Regions from separate parts of the Gossypium hirsutum genome. Here region 2 is linked to region 1. Evidence: chromatin contacts called from public Hi-C data. All regions are on one chromosome and are shown on one strand. The core of a region is the stretch at or near the end of the contact, and the rest is flanking DNA. Distances in the headings are between cores, read along the strand shown. Region 1 holds the start of LOC107888711 (probable carboxylesterase 11). Region 2 holds the start of LOC107888707 (transcription factor GTE8).

Region 1 (3,038 bases), core at 38-2,537:
ACCTTGATACTCATAGATGTCGAGATACTCATTTAAAAAAGAAAACATATTTCTGGAAGTAACTTCTCCACCACATATTTTAATATATATTTTTGCAATATTCAAATATAAAAAAATATAAATTTTAAATTAGCCACGAAATTCAAAATATATTAATTGAATTATCAAAGTATTAATATTATAGTGGTCAATATCTTTTATGGGTTAAATATAAGTTTAAATTTTCTATGAAACATAATTTTTTAAAAGAATCTTTATAATTAAAATTTGAAAGATTTTCTTAACAAGTTAAAACTAATTTATTCATACAATAAATATATATTTAAAATTTGAATATCATGTTATAAATATGTTTCACATAAATGATAATTGGTTATTAAAATTTAAGAGATTTTTCTTACCAAGTTAAAACCAATTTATTTATATAATTAATATATATGTATTTAATATGTTCTACATTAAATTTAGTTAATTAGAAAAGAATTTGAGGTAAAAGTATTATGGAGGCCTTGTATTAGGTGTGGGGTTGTATTTTGCTCTATTAAAAAAACGAAAAAGTTAGTTTCTGTACGTTAGTTAAAAAAGTAAATTGATTATTCTATTAAAAATTTCATCTATTTCTATTGTTAAAAATCTGGTCCTTATACGTCGACATGAGATATATGTGGCATGCCATGTATAATTGTTTAGTTATTTCGTTAATCATGCTAATTTTTAACTTTAGAAAATGGATGAAAATTTTAATTGAAAAAACTAATTTGTTTTTTAGTTTAATATATATAGATTAATTTACTTTTTTTAATAAAATGACCAAAATAAAATTTAACTATTAATACAGAGACATTTATAATACTTTTATTAAGAATTTAATTGATACAAATGATAATTTAAACATTCAATTATAGTTTTTTTAAATTTAAGAATAAAATTAAAATTCTAAATCATAATATAAAAGGTATGATGAAATAAAGGCTTTAAATATATGTTTTATGTTTTTTTTTTTTTGGTATGGAAGGACTTAGAATTTATTTAAACACAATGATAGGGACTTCAAAATGTAACATTTCCCAATAGAAGTTATCAACTTTACAATTAATTTGTCTTGCCCAAATTCTAGATCTACCTTTCTAATTCTCGTACCTCTCACTTGAGAGGTCAATTAAGTCATTAGGCTATATATAATATATAAAGTATATTAATCCCATTTTCCAACATTTTTATCACTAAAATAACCTCATAGTTTAACAGCCTATCATTAAAAGCAAATAAAAAAGAACATCTTATTAAAGTTGCTGGTTGCATGATCTTATTGTAACCTATCATACAACCAAGGGCCCTCTTCTTCGCTTCCCTTTTCTTTTCTTTTCTTTTCTTTCTTTCATTCTACACTTCCATTTGGTCTGCCATTGAAATATATGGTATCAGATTTCAAGCATAATTTCCCAGTTTTTATAAACCCTAATCACCCAATTCCCATGTCAAATTTCAACCTATAATTAACCCATTTCACAGTTTCATACTTTTCTTTCCCCTTCCAAAAACCTTGAATTTATCTCAACCTTAAAAAACCCAAAAACAGGAAAAATAAAAAATAAAAAAAGGAAGAAAAAAACCTCAGAATTGGAAAGAAAAAAAAAAGGGAAGGGAAAAGCATCATCTTCATTTATTTCGGGGCTCTGCAAATTCATCAACAAAAAACGTTGAAAAGATCAATACCCAGAAGTTGTTTTCGACGAAAAACATTAAAAAGAACTTTTGTTTTTGTTGTAAAAATTAGAAAAAAAATTTTAAGGGAAATGCCAAGCGTAGCTGTAAAATTATATAGTGTATTCTTCAAGTTCCTCTTGAAGCAGCGTTTGCAAAGCTGGATTCAAGATCCTATTGACGAATCCTCCAATCCTTACGGTGTCACGACCCGACCCGAAGAATCCGTTTCCGCTCCCAATCCTTGTTTCACCGACGGTGTCGCCACTAAAGACATTCACATTGACCCGTTTACTGCCCTCTGTATTCGGATCTTCCTCCCCGAATCGTCTCTTTCCCCTCCCGAACAATCCCACCCCAAATCCCACCTCAGATCCTCCCTATTAGATCCCAATTCCATTAATCACCGGAGGAACAGCTATGCTCCTTCTGATACCGGGACCCCGAGAAATGATTCGAGAAGAAGCAGTCTTGATGGGTTAAATTCAAGATCCGACAATAATGTTTATCGAGGTTATTCACCACAACCTCAAAAATGTCGAAAATTACCGATAATGTTACAGTTTCACGGCGGGGGTTGGGTTAGTGGGAGCAATGAGTCGGTCGCCAACGATTTCTTTTGTCGGAGGATAGCGAAATTGTGTGATGTTATAGTTGTGGCCGTTGGTTATAGGTTGGCGCCGGAGAATAAGTATCCGGCTGCTTTTGACGATGGATTGAAGGTCTTGAATTGGTTAGGGAAGCAAGCGAATTTAGCCGAGTGTTGTAAGTCAATGGGGAGTGGGGCTCGTGGGGTTGGAGCAGAGTTTACCAAGGCCGAAGTTCAAAGACATATTGTGGATGCATTTGGGGCTTCCATGGTTGAGCCGTGGTTGGCAGCTCATGGTGATCCATCAAGGTTCTTATTTCTTCATTTTAACCATTCAATGTTTCGATCTTCTTCTTCTTCTTCTTCTTCTTCTTCTTCTTCTTCTTATTTTATTATTTTTTATTATCTTTTTGTATTTGTATTTGTTTTTGTAAATGAATTTATTTGATTGAAAATAAAGGGGTTAGTTAAGTTCAATTTTATCCTAGTATGAATGGGATGCTGTGATCTTCACTTTTGTTTGATGTTTTTGTTAGATTTTCAGCTATTGATGTGTTTTTGGCTGGAGATGTTATATGCATTGCTTGTAGTTTAGTTTATAGGTCGATTAGGTTCACGATATGAGGTAGAAACTGCAACTTTGATCATAAAAGTTTGACTTATAAGCTTAAATTCGTTCAGTGTCGGTAGATGCAATGTGGGTAAAATTTTAATCTGAATTGGTTGAACGTGTAGGGTTAGTTAA
Region 2 (3,219 bases), core at 262-2,761, 340 kb before region 1:
TGGCTTAATTGCCCATTTGGTCCCTATTATTTTCCTTTAATCTATAATTAACTTTCACTTCTATTGCAATTTAATCCTTTTTGCTAATTACTCATAATTAAGCTAAATTCATCGATCTAAAACCTAATTAAACACACAACTAGTCTAGTAAATATTTCTAATAATTATTTTCGAACTCAATTTACTAAGACGGAGGCCCGATATTATACTTTTCCGATGCCCGTGAATTTTGGGTCATTACATTTTATCTCGGATTTGTGGTCCTGAAACCACTATTCCGATTAGGCCCTAATTCGGGATATTACATCTAACATGAGTCAATTGCTCATCATGCCTAAATTTGATAGTCACTATCTTATCAAGGTTAGAGATGAACATAGCCTAGATGAACATAGCCTTTGTTGACGGGACTGACTTCATATTTTTGTTTAACTTTTCATGGTTTGTTATCCATGAAGAGAAAAAGAGAGAGATTATCATTTTTTTAGTCGAACCTTTAAAACATGTACAAAAGTGATTTGAGTTTTTTCAAGTGTCAAACTTTACGAATGAAATGTTGTGTTTATAGGATTAAATTATAGATTACATGATCTTGGATACCATATGCGATATTATAGCGGAGAGTGAATTGGTTTGTGGTGTTGACCATTTTTGCTCAAACAAGAACTTTGAGACATTTGATAAGAGTTGAATCTTTTATGTGCCATGTTGTATATGGGTGTAGAAAGTCGGGTAGACTATACCTAGGTTGAGTGAGGTTTCTATAATACCTATGTAGAACAAAAACAAGCTTTTATCCAAAAAAAAAAAATTCTAATTTTTATTTAAATAATATCTTGAAATTTGAAATTTAATTTTTTTAATTTAATATAATTTGATCTCTTTGTTTTTATTATATTATTAGTAGGTTAAAATTGATAACACTATTATTTATTGTCGTTATGACATAATTTTTAGATAAAAAATAAAAATTAAATATTTGATTAAAATGTGAATTTTGTTACTAGTTGACTAGATTTTTCATCGATTGTGTAATTGAGTAATAATTTTAAAAAAATATTATTACTTTAATGGTAGGAATAAGAGAAATAATAGGGAATTAAGGAACTATCCTAAGTACATTGTGATGCAGTTCGTGAATCCCTTCATTTAAAGGCGAAGTGAAAACTGAAAGATTCGGTAGCATGGAACTAGCCATTCGACATAGAGCACCAGCTGCTTTATTGCCTTCCCCGTAAGTGTGAATGGTGCTATTAATGACATCATAAAAAAAATTATGGGAAATTGAAGTAGAAGGAATAAATTTTGAATTTTAGAATAGTACAGGGACTAAAACAATAATTGACAAAAAACAAATTTGAATGATTAATAGTGCTAAATCAGCATGCCAAAAGCGGACGTTCGAGATCGATCTTAAATCGAACCGTCCGTTGACTTTCATCCTGAATCTAGCGGTCATAATTTCTCCAAAAGAAGCAAAAGCCCTTTAAATAGAGAGACGAGATACGAAGTTAAACTCCCTTCCTGATCTCGCCAATAATCTTTTTCGATCCAAAATTTTAAAATTCAATAAAACATTTTTCCTTTCTATTTTAAGAATATTAATTATTAGTTTCTCTAGGGTTTCTTGATCTAGAGTTTTCTCCTGTTTGTGCCTTTTTTTTTTGCTTCTCTCTTTTACTTTGTCGGCGAAACGATTGAGGAAGGGAAGAAAGGGTTCTCGACATAGGAGGAACAGTGAGCGAGCAGTGACAGACTGGTAATTGTTACTGGTTTCTTATGGGTTTTAGATTTCTTTTTGGATCCGGGTTTGGGTTTTATTCTTAGGGCGAGAGGGGTTTGATATTGGATTAGGGTTTTTGTTGTATCAAGCTTCTTCTGTTGTAAAGATTTGAGGCTTTATCTAGTAAATGATACTATATATTTTCAATTTAAATCAGTAAGCTAGTTTTTCTACTTGCAATTTTAGCTTTCCTGCATGATTGAAATTTTATTAAATGCGAATTTCGCGTTCTTGCCTTTTAGGTGTTTTATAGAGTTCAATATGGTGGGTTTTTTTCTTAATTAATGTGGTGAATTTGGGGTTTCTAAAGATGGGTAGTGTAAATAAAATTCAGGATCTGGGTAAATGCAGGTAAGAGCTGCTTTAATTGAACTGTGAATAAGTTCAATTTATTCTCGTGCTGTTTAATTCCTTTCCCATCGTCGGGAAAATTTTAAATCTGGATTTATTCACTGTGGAATGGGAGAATTTGGTTCCTATTAATGTTCTCTTCTCTAGTGTTTAATCTAGTGAATTTGTGTCTTTCAAAAGATAAATAGTTCAAGAAAGTATTCACAATGGTTAAATATTTTATATTTGGGTAAGTGCGGTGGGAATTGATTTAAACTTGTTTAAAACTTTTACTGACCTTTACTCTAGTAGTTGTAGTTAAAGGGTGGATTTATAGTTACTCTAGAAAATCAGATGGGATAATTTTGCTCCTATGGCTGATATCTTCAGAGTGCGGCAATTAAGTCAGCAGCTCCTTTACACTGAATAAAGGGATATAAGAAGAAAGGTGCTTTGGCTAAGATGTTGGCAAAGCGTGATAGGTTTGCAGGAGAGTATTACTGTGGCCCGTATGAGCCTCCTGGTGAATCAGAGGGATCTGGTAGCTCAGGAAGAATTGATATGGAGTTTACTGCTTCAGAAGATTCAAGTGCACCGCAGAGAAAATGTATCAGTTTGAACCCTGATAAACTTGGCACCTTTGGTGTCCGTACGGAAGTGCTGTCACTGTCAAAATTGTCACAGTTTGAAAGAAAGGATTTGATGCATAGGTTGAGACATGAATTGGAGCAGATTCGGATGCTTCAGAAGAAAGTTGAGTTGCAAAGGACAAATGGGGTTACTGTGTCATCTTCCAGTGATATTCTTAGTTGCAGCAATGGACAAATTTTACCTCACGCACGGGATTTTCAGAAATCATCCATGATGGCTTCTGGACCTGGGAAGAAAGGGAATCCTTTGAGTGGCAAGGCTCGTGCGTTTAATCGGACTTTTTCAGGAAAATCTGAGTCTGCAAAACATGCTTCAGCATCGAACACCTCAAATATGATGTTGATGAAGCAGTGTGAGGGTCTTCTAAAACGACTGATGAGCCATCAGTATGGGTGGGTCTTCAACCAACCGGTAGATATAGTCAAGTTGAATATTCCAGATTACTTTACTGTTAT

Evidence for each region. A called contact is a pair of places that touch in the nucleus more often than the background predicts.
Region 2: a contact with region 1 is called in a Hi-C map of leaf, with 2.5 times the contacts expected there. The contact joins the promoter of LOC107888707 here to the promoter of LOC107888711 in region 1. A contact is called at or near these places in 3 of 34 Hi-C or Micro-C datasets (callus and leaf).

What each region holds. Positions count from the first base shown.
Region 1 is chrA09:14,837,629-14,840,666 of Gossypium_hirsutum_v2.1, reverse strand. It overlaps LOC107888711 (probable carboxylesterase 11), which reads left to right and starts at 1,287. Exons shown (of 2, transcript XM_016812887.2): 1 at 1,287-2,602. The coding sequence starts at 1,797.
Region 2 is chrA09:15,177,205-15,180,423 of Gossypium_hirsutum_v2.1, reverse strand. It overlaps LOC107888707 (transcription factor GTE8), which reads left to right and starts at 1,511. Exons shown (of 10, transcript XM_016812884.2): 1 at 1,511-3,219. The coding sequence starts at 2,576.